Regions from separate parts of the Hordeum vulgare genome. Here region 2 is linked to region 1. A link is a contact called in public Hi-C data. All regions are on one chromosome and are shown on one strand. The core of a region is the stretch at or near the end of the contact, and the rest is flanking DNA. Distances in the headings are between cores, read along the strand shown.

Region 1 (5,634 bases), core at 1,876-4,375:
CGCTCGATACTGAAACTGCTGTAACTTTCGCATACGGACTCCAAATTCAACGAAACCAAGTTTGTTGGAAAGCTAACGACATGGGATAACACAATATTGATATAAATATCAATAAGAAGCAAGTGATAAAAGTCCCATAAGAAAATGGTGAGAACCCTTTTTCAAATAAGACCGGTAAAAACTCCCAATATCGAAAACATCATAGAAGATGCATATGGACTCCGTTTTCGATGAACTCGAGCTTGTCATGAAGATGAACATAAGCTCTAAAACTCACAAAGAGAAACACCAAACAAGAACCAAGAAGTATGATGCAAGGATGCAAATGGTTTGTGCTCTCAACAAACGATACGATCAAGCTACTCACTTGAGAGCCCCCTTGACAGTACGATAATCTATCCTAAAACAGAAAACCTATCAAGGGCAAAGTTATACCTTGGCCCTCGTCCTATTAAGCTAGATGACGATGATCTTGGCTTCCTCAAGATGGACCACCTTTCTTGATTGCGTTGGCTTGATGAAGACTAATTGATTGCTCCCCCATACACACTATGGGTGAGCCGCTCTTCAGCGTATCTTCACAAGTCCATTGCCACCACAATGGACGGCAAGCATCAAGCATGATATATCCGTGCTGATCCACTTGAACTTGCACACCGCAATCTTGATGACGATCACCACTTGACGTCATCCTTCATGGGTTGTATGAGATCTTCCTTTTGACGCAAGCCCATGGAAGCACACCTAACCCCCACATAGAACTCTCACAAAGACCATGGGTTAGTACACAAACACGTAATGGACAATGCTTACCATACCATGGGATCACTTGATCCCTCTCGGTACATCTTGTACGCTTTGTGTGTTGATCATCTTGATTTACTCTTTGTCTGAGATCTTGATCAACCTTGTGTCTCTATGACCATTCTTTGGATAATACCTTGAATACCATATTGGTCATCATATAAACTCCTTGAACCCAACAGATGGACTTCAAGAAGTGCTTATGGACAAATCCTATAAATATAACTTAAGGCAACCATTAGTCCATAGGAATTGTCATCAATTACCAAAACCACATATGGATATATATGCTCTAACAGGATATAATATGAAGCCTAAAGTGCCCAGGTAAGGTGAGCTTTTTTTATGTGGCGCACTTTGCATGGAACTCTTTCATGTCATGTGAATCTTCTCAACAGGCATATCAAACTGTCACCAGGGTGCTTGTGTTGTCAAAGAGGGAGTATGACGTCCACCATTTTTTGTTTCATTGCAGCACGGCAGTGGAGGTCTGGGAAAGGCTGGGGTTTCAATATTCTATTCACCAGGTCTGCAGAAGTTCTCTTTTTTTTATGAAAATCATCAAATCTATTATAAAATTTCATCAAAAGTACAGAGCATCTCAAACATAATAAAAAATACATCGGTCTTTCAAAAGTACAACTATTGCCATCCGAACTAGGCCTGGAGAAATGATCTACGAGGTGAATCCTCAGTCCTAGATTTTCTTATGCAACTCCCAGAACAACACTTCTTCTTACTCTGACAACATGATATACATGATCTAATAGTAGCTGGATCATGGTGTATCTTGTGGGAGAGGTGCAAGTCCATTCATGGTGAAAAGACGCATGATGCAAGTGATATAGTCATATTTGTACATGCTCTAACTGCAAACTATGTAGTTGTGTTGTGTGTGGAAGCAATATTGAGGTCGGGAGGATGGAACAACATGATTGATATATGTGTCGGTGTTTAACAACTAAAGTTGTGGTGCTTCACTTTGGTCTTTATTTGGCATGGACAATGAGTTGCAACAAATTAGTTATCAACTCCGACCGTGCATAAGTTGTTGAGATAATGAAGGAGGGAGGGAGCTAGCAATCTTCATTGACAACTACCATTTAGCATATGAATTCCCTCTAGTTTATTTTCAGCATTGTTTTAGAGAGCATAATGTTGTTGTCCATGAGTTAGCTCCCTTTGAGCTCATTCTTCTGCTACTAAATGATGCACCCTGGTTACAAGCTAATAATAGAGAGAATTTTGATAAAAATAACATACCGTTGAATCCGCATGTGAAAAGAGTTTGTAATGATATATTTTTATATCATGCATCTCGTATTTCATTAATATTATCAATGTTCAAAGGCAACTTAAAAAAATTATTGATCCCTATATATTTGAATGAAGGAAGTACATATTATAATATTATTCAGACTAGCTCATAAAACACCCCCACACACACATATTGCAGAGCAGTACCCAATGGGATAGATAGTAGGACATATGTGTTCAGGTACCAAAACGCTACTATGAGCACTAAGAAGTCTTAGGGTCCCGTTTGAAACATAGGACCTTGAAATGCAGGAACATTTTTTTTGGAATGAATTAGGATGTTGTCTATCTTGAATTTATTAGAAAAAAAATACAAAACTATCATTTGGATGTCGTGCAGGCAAAACAAAGGAATTGTAGACACGAATAAAGGAAAATATGAGGTAGGACCTAATGTTAGTTCTCTTCCAAATTTTATGTTCCCTTCGTTCCAGAATATAAAGGTATCGAATTTCATGCAAATGAAACTCGTGTATGTTTGATCAAGATTATGAAATAAAATATCGACATCTATAATACAAAATAAATAAGATACAAAAAATACTTTCTATAATGTACGTAATGATACAAATTCCATACTGTAGATTTTGATATATTTTTTCTAAAAATTGGTCAAACATGCAAATGTTTAATTTTTGAAGAAAAAAAACTAATACACCTTATATTCTGAAACGGAAGGAGTATGAAACATCCCAAACCACATAAATTTCAAAGGAATGTAAGATATCAACTCCTTAGTTTCAAATATATTTTTGTATGTGGATCCTACCATCTAAACTTCCTATATATTTTGTCCCCTAAAAGAACTTCCTATATTTTTCCTTATTTCGAACGGTTCTAAAAAAGACAAAGGTTCAAAAACGAAGAAAAGTGTGATGTTGGAGGTTTGGGGCTTCCAAGGGGTGATGGGGGCTTGCTCGCACATGGCCCGTGCGGCGGATTCGTACAATAACAGGCTCCTTCTTCAGTTTAGCCCAGCCACCGTGCGTTCAACGAGTAGGCCCAACTCCTTGACGGCCAGCCACCGCTGTTACCTCACTCCTGTGTTTCTCCATTGCAATAGCTGACGGCGACGACGCAGCTTGAAAGGTAGTTGTCGGCGACCAGCCCCCTCCCCCTCCTGTCGACGGTGGTCGACCCCGATGGCAAGTCGGCGGGAACGGAGGCTTCCGCCCGCACCCGCTTTCCAGATGGAGAACCCCTTCAGCGTGAAGGTTCTTCAGGTCTTCACCGGCGCCGGCGTCGGCTGCGGCGTCGGAATTGGCGTCGGCCGCCCAATCTACCTAGGTAATAGAAGCAAACCTTCCACTCGCTGCTGTTCCTTCTGTTCTTAGGATAATCAGGATGGACATCGATCGAGTCCGTCACGAGTCGGCGGGTTCGGCATTTTGTCGAACAGCTGAGGCGGGTGATGAAACGGGGCACCCTGCCGAACAGTTGGTGCCGTGTGTAGTTGTAACCGTGCAGGATTGTATTTTAATTTAAAGCGTTTAAGGCATACACCAGATGAAGATCGAAATTTGAAGATAGGGAAGCACAGGGAAGTAGTGTCAGCTACTTAGTTCAAGCTTGCTGACAGTGGCACCGTGCGCATCTGTAATGACTGTGCTCCGACTAAGAAGAAATTGACTAAATTTCAGTGAGTGGTTGTTGTTTAAGAAAATGTCTCTTGTTCTGCTGGTCAGGTATGATACCGGGCCTTCAGCAAGTTATGAGTGCCACAAGAGGTGCAACCGATTCTTTTTCTGGTGTCACAAGACATGTTAATTCTGCTGTAAGTCACTCTCCCATGAGCATATGCATGACTAAACTGATTTTGCATTTAGTGTTTCTCTAGATCTGATTTTGTGTTTTCTTTTCTTGCGTTCGTGCTCTAGCTAAAGAAAGCAGGGTTAAAGAATATTGAAGCGGGCATTGGATGTGGAGTTGGTATAGGACATGGTTTTGGAATAGGTACACATTGCAGCTGTTCCATTTATTTAGCCTTTCTGTTGATGTTGTCCTAGAAAGACTGGTCGTGATTATTTCCAATTATAGTATCTCTCTAAATGAAAGCATCTTTAATCTCTTGCACGTTCAGTATATTCATTCTTCTCTTGGTGGCCACATAATAGTGTGTCTAGTTGCCTGCATAGAAATCAGACTAAGAATCTAAGGTTAGGATGACACTATGATGCACCGATACTTCTATTGTTCTTTAATGTTTTCCCATTTTTGTTCACTGTTGTGTGGAGTTTTCAGCGCATGTGAACATTTGCTTCAAAGATCAACATTCATCTTGATAGAACCTTTCATATCTATGAAACTAGAACTCTCTTTAAGTAGTGCGCATGGGCAATTTCTTAAATTCCTGCAGTGCTTCCTGCTCAATCTTTTCGTTTTACTACAACTTATGATTCTTACCGTGTTCCTTTACATACATCATATACACCGTAAACGTATAGTTTAGAACCGTTAAATGTTGCATTGTGAACTGCCTTTCTGCACAAGCATGTTATCTTGTTTGCCGTGGTCTTGAAGCTAAATCAATTAAGTATCTCTTTAATTTTCAGGAATTGCCTTGAAACCACGAGCAATTCATGGAATTCAATCATCGATTGCAGTACAGACCTTATAACTCTAATATGTCTCGATTTCTTTTTTGTTTCCCTTGTTGTACGAACATTAACGGAACTATTTTTTAGGAACTTTTGTCCAAGTTAACTTCAAAGCTGAGGGATTCCCCTGGGGAGACAGCTACATCAGATCTTATATCTGGTTCGTTGCCTACCAGTGGACAAACCCCCAGTGGTATGTCCATGGATCTAGAAGCTAAGGCATTCAAAAGCAATTTCCACCACACTTTAAGCAACGAAATATCACAAGTACAGCCGACTCATGAGTTGCGTGGCCAGAATGGAATGCAGCAAGAGATGATAACAGGAAATCGAACTGAAAAGGTCATTGCCAACTTTCTGCAGAGTCCCCTGTTCCAGAACGATACAAAAACGGACATCAGGGATGCGGTATGCACTAAAATCTCACCTCTATGTTCTCTCTAACATGTATTCCCTCCGTCCCAAAATAAGTGACTCAACTTCGTACTTAGTACGAAGTTGAGTCACTTACTTTGGGACGGAGGGACTATACATATTGATACATATGTTGCTATGTCTTCTACTGCTCAATTTTGCTTGTACACATTATGACACTCTTTTTGCTTATTATTTTTACAGTCTGTAAATTTGCATGGGACGGATAATGTACTTCAGTTGGTGAGTTCTAATGCTTCTCATGCATACTTCTTGATTTTACTCTAAGGCTCGGTAGTTCTATCCTTGTCCTTTCTGCCAGATGTGTTTTACACCCAGTGTGGCCTTAAAATGATGTGTCTCTAACCTATCTAACGAGTAAAATATTACTCACGTCTGAATTGACAGTAGTAGAATTGCCAGGGTGATTATTGTTGCAAATCGTATTCTTGTACGGAATGGTTTGCAAATGTTCGTTTTTCATTTCATAGCTCACTACTAA
Region 2 (5,634 bases), core at 845-3,344, 300 kb before region 1:
AACACATAAAACGCCAGGAAGTTTCTGAAGAGACAGCACACGCACCTTGTATTCAAGAAGTGAATCCCAGGCCACAATAGCACTGTCATCAGGCGACCACTCCACGCCTGCTAAGTCTAGTGTGTCAACAGCGAATACACCCATTATCTCCCAGGAATGACATGACAGCAAATTTACGTAATCTTTGCAGTCCCGCCTGGTGCAGATCGCAGCAAACTTGCCATCCTTAGTGAAAGAAACACCTCTTGCTGCATGCTTTGGCCACTGTACATGAACACAGGCAGTATTTACAAGAGACCATACAGTCAAACGAAGTTGGAACTCTGATGTAGTGAGTATATGCCGACTGTCAGGACTCCAGCGAGCATAAGCAATCCCTGCAGATCCTTCATCAATCTTACAGGTCCAGTCAGGCTGGCTAAGTGACCAAGCCTGCACCATTGGCCGCTTGTAAAGTCCACATAGAATGTATTCTGAATCCGGTGCCCACTCCAAAAAGTTTATCTTGTCCACACACGAAAACAACTGCACCACCTGCACAAACAAGTTAAAACATGTGTTGACAATTTTTAGTGTCTAGATGTTACTAACATTCTTATAATGACAAGGAGATCACGTAAACTTAAAATTCATGCAACTCTTATGGGCATGCGTGCAGTAAATTAGAAAGTTGTAAGGAATTATACATTTTCTTGGGTGATGGATGCAACATGCAAGGTATTATACATACATAACCATTCTTCAAAGTTGAAATGATAAAACAGTAATGCCGCATTCACATAAAAGATATGAAACGTGAAGAACTCATGGAATGTCCATAAATCCAAAAGATGGTAAAGAGTAATCTATAGGTTATAGAATACATTAGACAAACAATAATGATAACACAAATAAAAAGGTGCATCCTAAGCTAATACAGCAGCTAGAATTCATATGTGCAGACCAGATGCACCCAACTAAACCTGCACATGGAAAACAAAACCCCGTATTATCCACTCTCATACCACTTGGTACCACGATTTCTCGGGTCCAACCAGTATGAAATGCATAGCCCCAAATTGACCCCTTAAATAATGCGGAGTCTTGTGCTTCAGATATTTTAGGAGACACAAGCCAATGTTGACCCCCCCCCCCCCCCCGCAAAAATAAATGTTGAACCATTCATGACCACAGCAAGACAAGTAGCAATCAGGTCGAATCGCATTACTCAGTTATAGCAAGTACAGACCTAGAAGACCCAAATGTTTGCTAAAGCGAGGGTTTAGACACAATTTTAAAGTGGTATGTTCGATTCATATGCTACGGCAGGTTGATCTGATTTCAGGAAAGGCCTGGTCCGTCTGACTGGGCCCGTATTAGAGACGCCGTTGCAGCTTATGACAGGCGAACCAGCGAACATTGAGGAGTACGTGATTAGTTCCTGTATTACCTAGGACTTTCAATGAGTTCGCTACTGGACATCCATATACAGTACCTCGATTATACTATATTTTTACTTCGCGAGGACTGCTGCGTATTTCCTCAAATTTCGGGCTTCATTTAGAGGTCCTGCCATTCACGATTCGTCGATGGCTGACAACAGCACGGATATATATAGAAAAAATAAACTATGAGACATGTGTAGGAAGCCGCGGATCAGTCAAAATTGGGCGCATTCCACGCACCAAGGCGCCCAAATCTGAAGCACGCCGGTTGACACGAACCCCTACCCAAATCCCAGATTCGCCAGCAACCACTCCAAAAGGATGAACCCCAGACCCGCAATCCAATTCTACGGGGGAGAAAACAGGCCAGGTAAATGGTGGCGTGTATACCTTGAGGGTGACGACGTCGCGGATCACGAGGCGGTAGTCGACGGCGACGGCGAGTAAGCGGGCGTCGGGAGAGAAGCAGCACGGGCCCGTCTGCTTGTACGCCTCCGTGAACTCCATCCCCCCTACTCGCTCGGCGCCTCCTCCCTGGTCGTTGCGGGAGTGGAGGGGAGAGGGGGGGCTGAAGGCCTGTCGGTCGCCGGCGTACTGCTCAGGCGAGGTGGGGGTGGGGGTGGGGGCTGCGTTGGAAGGTCGATTTTCCTAGAGGCTTTTGAGGGGTTCGTGTTTGGGATTTGAATTCGTTCGGAGGGTGGAGACGTAAAGCCGGAAGTGCGCGTGGTGTAGCAGTACACACTACGCATACGCACGATAGTAATCTTTTCCTGCTCCATAGTTTTTCTTTTTCTTTTTGACACGCCTGCTCCATAGTTTCTTTTTACACGCCTGCTCCATAGTTTTGAACCAGCACTTGTCCTACCAGCGGTTAATGCGCGGCGTGACACGGTTTGGTAAGTCGATCCATAATATGATTCATTGCAAAGTACTATCTTCGTTCCTAAATATAAGTCTTTCTAGATATTACACTGATAGACTACATACGGATGTATATAGACATATTTTAGAGTGTAGATTCATTTATTTTGCTCCGTATATAGACTCCTAGTAGAATTTCTTAAAAGACTTATATTTAGAAACGGAGGGAGTAGTTCGTACAAGAAAATGATAGGCTGCATGTCTTGCCTTGCCTATCCCTCGAGAAAAATGGTCATATTGAATGGTGAGTATTCTGCATGGCCAGGTTTTTTTTTTGAACAGAACAAGGGTCCCGAAGGACCCAAACTTATATTAGATGACCATGCAACATTTTACATGAGGGCTCAACAGAAAAAGAAAGTTACAACATAGTCTAAACATTTTGCAAAGAGGACCCCAGAAGACAAAACTGAAACGCCATCGAGTCCTTGTCGCCGGCTTCGAACCTGGCCCGATCCCACCGCCGCCGGGGAACGAGACCACTTGGGGCGGAGGAATGGCTACAACACCTCCAGCAAATCATTGGAGGTAGACAAAGAAAGTACCACGACGAAGCACCGGAAAAGCTGCCTCCCTTTTGGCTCAACGGCCGAGAGGAAATCATGGAGCCGGTCTTCATCGTCGGAACTCCGAGAGGTCGCCCTTCGACCATAAGACACAGCAGCACAATGATGAAATCCTTAGGGGGCTCAGATCTGCACCAAACCCCCGTGCCAAATGCTGCAAATATTGGGCTCCAAGAACTCACATAGATGAATCGGTCGCTCCGACCCATCCCTCCCTCTTCTTCATGTCCACCTCCATGGTGGCTCAAAGTGAAGCAAGGAAGGACGAGACAAAGCACCAGATTTGAGGATACAACGAGCTTATTGGAGGAGGAACGTGGGCAAGAACTCCTTCCGCCTCTGGGTTCGACCACCGGAGCACCGCGAACCCGAGCCTCACCGTCACCAGCCACTTGATGCAGCTCGCTTGCACCAGACGCGAGCTCCCCATGGAATAACGCCGGTCCTAAAAACGACCAAAGAACTACTCTGTATAGGAGCAACCCAAGCTCTTCTCCCTTTCCATATTCGGCCGGCAGCGTCGTCGGACAGGAGAGGGGCCCGAGCCGGGCCTGCCTGCGGAGCGACTCTCAAGGGGAAGAGAAGGGGAGGAGAGGGGGAGGGGTAGGGGAGGAAGAGTCCGCTGCATGGCCAGTTTAGTGAATTTTTTTGGTGTGTTGCATGTTAAAACTGATCTATAGTACTACATAGATGAACAGACAATTAGCCTAGTAGTCCAAAAGTAGCAAAAAAACTAACTATGGTTTGCTATAGTGCCTGGAGTGTAAACATTGGCCAATTTTTTGGTATAAATAGTTAGAAACTCAAACTATGATTATGTTTTGCACAACACTATGTTACAACTCGATTTATATTATTTATCTTCAAAAAGGCGGACCTGTGTGAATCTAAAAAACAAACTGGGTATTGTTTACATTGTCGTTGCCATAGCAATTGTCTTGTGGTACGCAACAAGAAAGTAGCATCTTGCACTTTCAATTTATGATATTGATGTCCTATAGATTTTTTTTATCTCTCACCAATCCACCAATGGTCACACACATCACTACCGTGCTTAGCTGCTGGGAAAACCAAACTTGATAAATGTAATTTCCTCATGAAGAGACCAGAGTCAAATGCACCTGAATGCATTACTTATGTAGTCAGGGTTTGGTTGATACATAGAAAGAATACATCGGTCGGTACAGAAGTACAAATAATGGTTCAACAATGTGGGGATAGGGCAAAAGACAATAGCATACAATAATTTGGTTGATTAGTTTCCCATGAGAACATAAGAGAGTACCAAACCAATGATTTGTGTGGGTGCTGATCCTCTCCTTATAGCACACCAATAGTAGCAGAAGAAGCAGATGGTTAATATTCTTTCGTCCAATCTACCACAATCATCAGATTTTAGAGGACATCATACTTAATCTTCAGTTTGTTATTTCATTGTTAGTTCTCTTCTATAATTCTAGAGTATTTTCTCATCAATCAATAGTAATCCCCAATGTGCCATATCAATAGATACTCATTCCATTATAATGATGGGACATTTACCATATAACATAGGCTTACCCAAATTCAGATCGAAGATGTGATGTGGAAGTACCTACAAAACTGGGGCAGCGTTTGAGGTAACAGCCTCATGAAAGCCATAATTCCAATCCTTGCCATAATTCAGATTATATCATGTAACTAGGGCTTGGCTGCGCCCTTATGGCTTGTGGCCCCCCTGGATGCCTCCCGACGTCCCTATTTGGCCTATAAATTCACAAATATTCCGAAAACCCTGAGAGCGCTCCCGAAACACTTTTTCCGCCGCCACAAGTTTGTGTTCGGACAGGAGGCCATCTAAACCTCCGTTCCGACGATCTGCCGAAGGGGAGATCAATCACGGAGGGCCTCTACATCAACCTTACTGCCCTCACCCTGATGTGTGAGTAGTTCACCACAGACTTACGGGTCCGTAGGCAGTACCTAGATGTCAATCTCTCTCTTATGATCTTCAATACCATGTCCATCGCATCTTCGCTTTGATCTATACGATGTAATCACTATGTATCGTGTGTTTGTTGGGATCCGATGAATTGTGGGTTTATGTTCAGATTATTCATGAAAAGTATTTGAGTCACCTATGATTATTATGATTCTTAATTGCATGACCACCGTAGCTTCGTAATGCTCTCCGATCTATTGCGATAGTTTGGCCAACTAGATTAATATTTCTTCAGTGGGAGTGGTGCGTTGTAGTAGGTTCAACCTAGTGAATTTCTATATCCCAGTGACAGAAGGGGACAAGATGCGTCTTTGTGTTGCTGCTACTAAGGATAAAATGATGGGATTTATTCATATTAATTGAGTTTACTTTGTCTACATCATGTCATTGTTCTCCAAGCATTACTCTGTTTTTTACTTAATACGTAGAGAGGCAAGCATAGAAGCGCTCTTGAAGTGGAGTAATAGAAATAGGCGCAGGCAGGAGTCGGCCTATTTGCTTATGGACGTGATGCCTATATACACATGATCATTGCCGTGAAAATCGCATAATTATTCATTGTTCTATCAATTGTCCCATAGTAATTTGTTTACCCACAATATGCCTTTGCCATGAGAGGTGCCACTAGGGAACACTACGGCCCCCGGGTCTATTCACTTATATATTTACGAACGCTACTACTACCTTGCTGCCATTATTTGTGTTTTATTTTATTTTGCAATTTACAATTATCAACGATTAT

Evidence for each region. Hi-C and Micro-C count contacts between places; a contact is called where the count stands out from the background.
Region 2: a contact with region 1 is called in a Hi-C map of seedling, with 5 times the contacts expected there. The contact joins the promoter of LOC123439245 here to the promoter of LOC123411651 in region 1. A contact is called at or near these places in 1 of 6 Hi-C or Micro-C datasets (seedling) and 1 of 1 datasets of contacts at active chromatin or transcription factors (embryo).

What each region holds. Positions count from the first base shown.
Region 1 is chr1H:383,596,106-383,601,739 of MorexV3_pseudomolecules_assembly, reverse strand. It overlaps LOC123411651, which reads left to right and starts at 3,125. Exons shown (of 7, transcript XM_045104616.1): 1 at 3,125-3,408; 2 at 3,807-3,895; 3 at 3,999-4,074; 4 at 4,674-4,723; 5 at 4,806-5,126; 6 at 5,337-5,375. The coding sequence starts at 3,264.
Region 2 is chr1H:383,892,475-383,898,108 of MorexV3_pseudomolecules_assembly, reverse strand. It overlaps LOC123439245 (WD repeat-containing protein WRAP73), which reads right to left and starts at 2,094. Exons shown (of 6, transcript XM_045115985.1): 1 at 1,815-2,094; 2 at 46-534. The coding sequence starts at 1,931.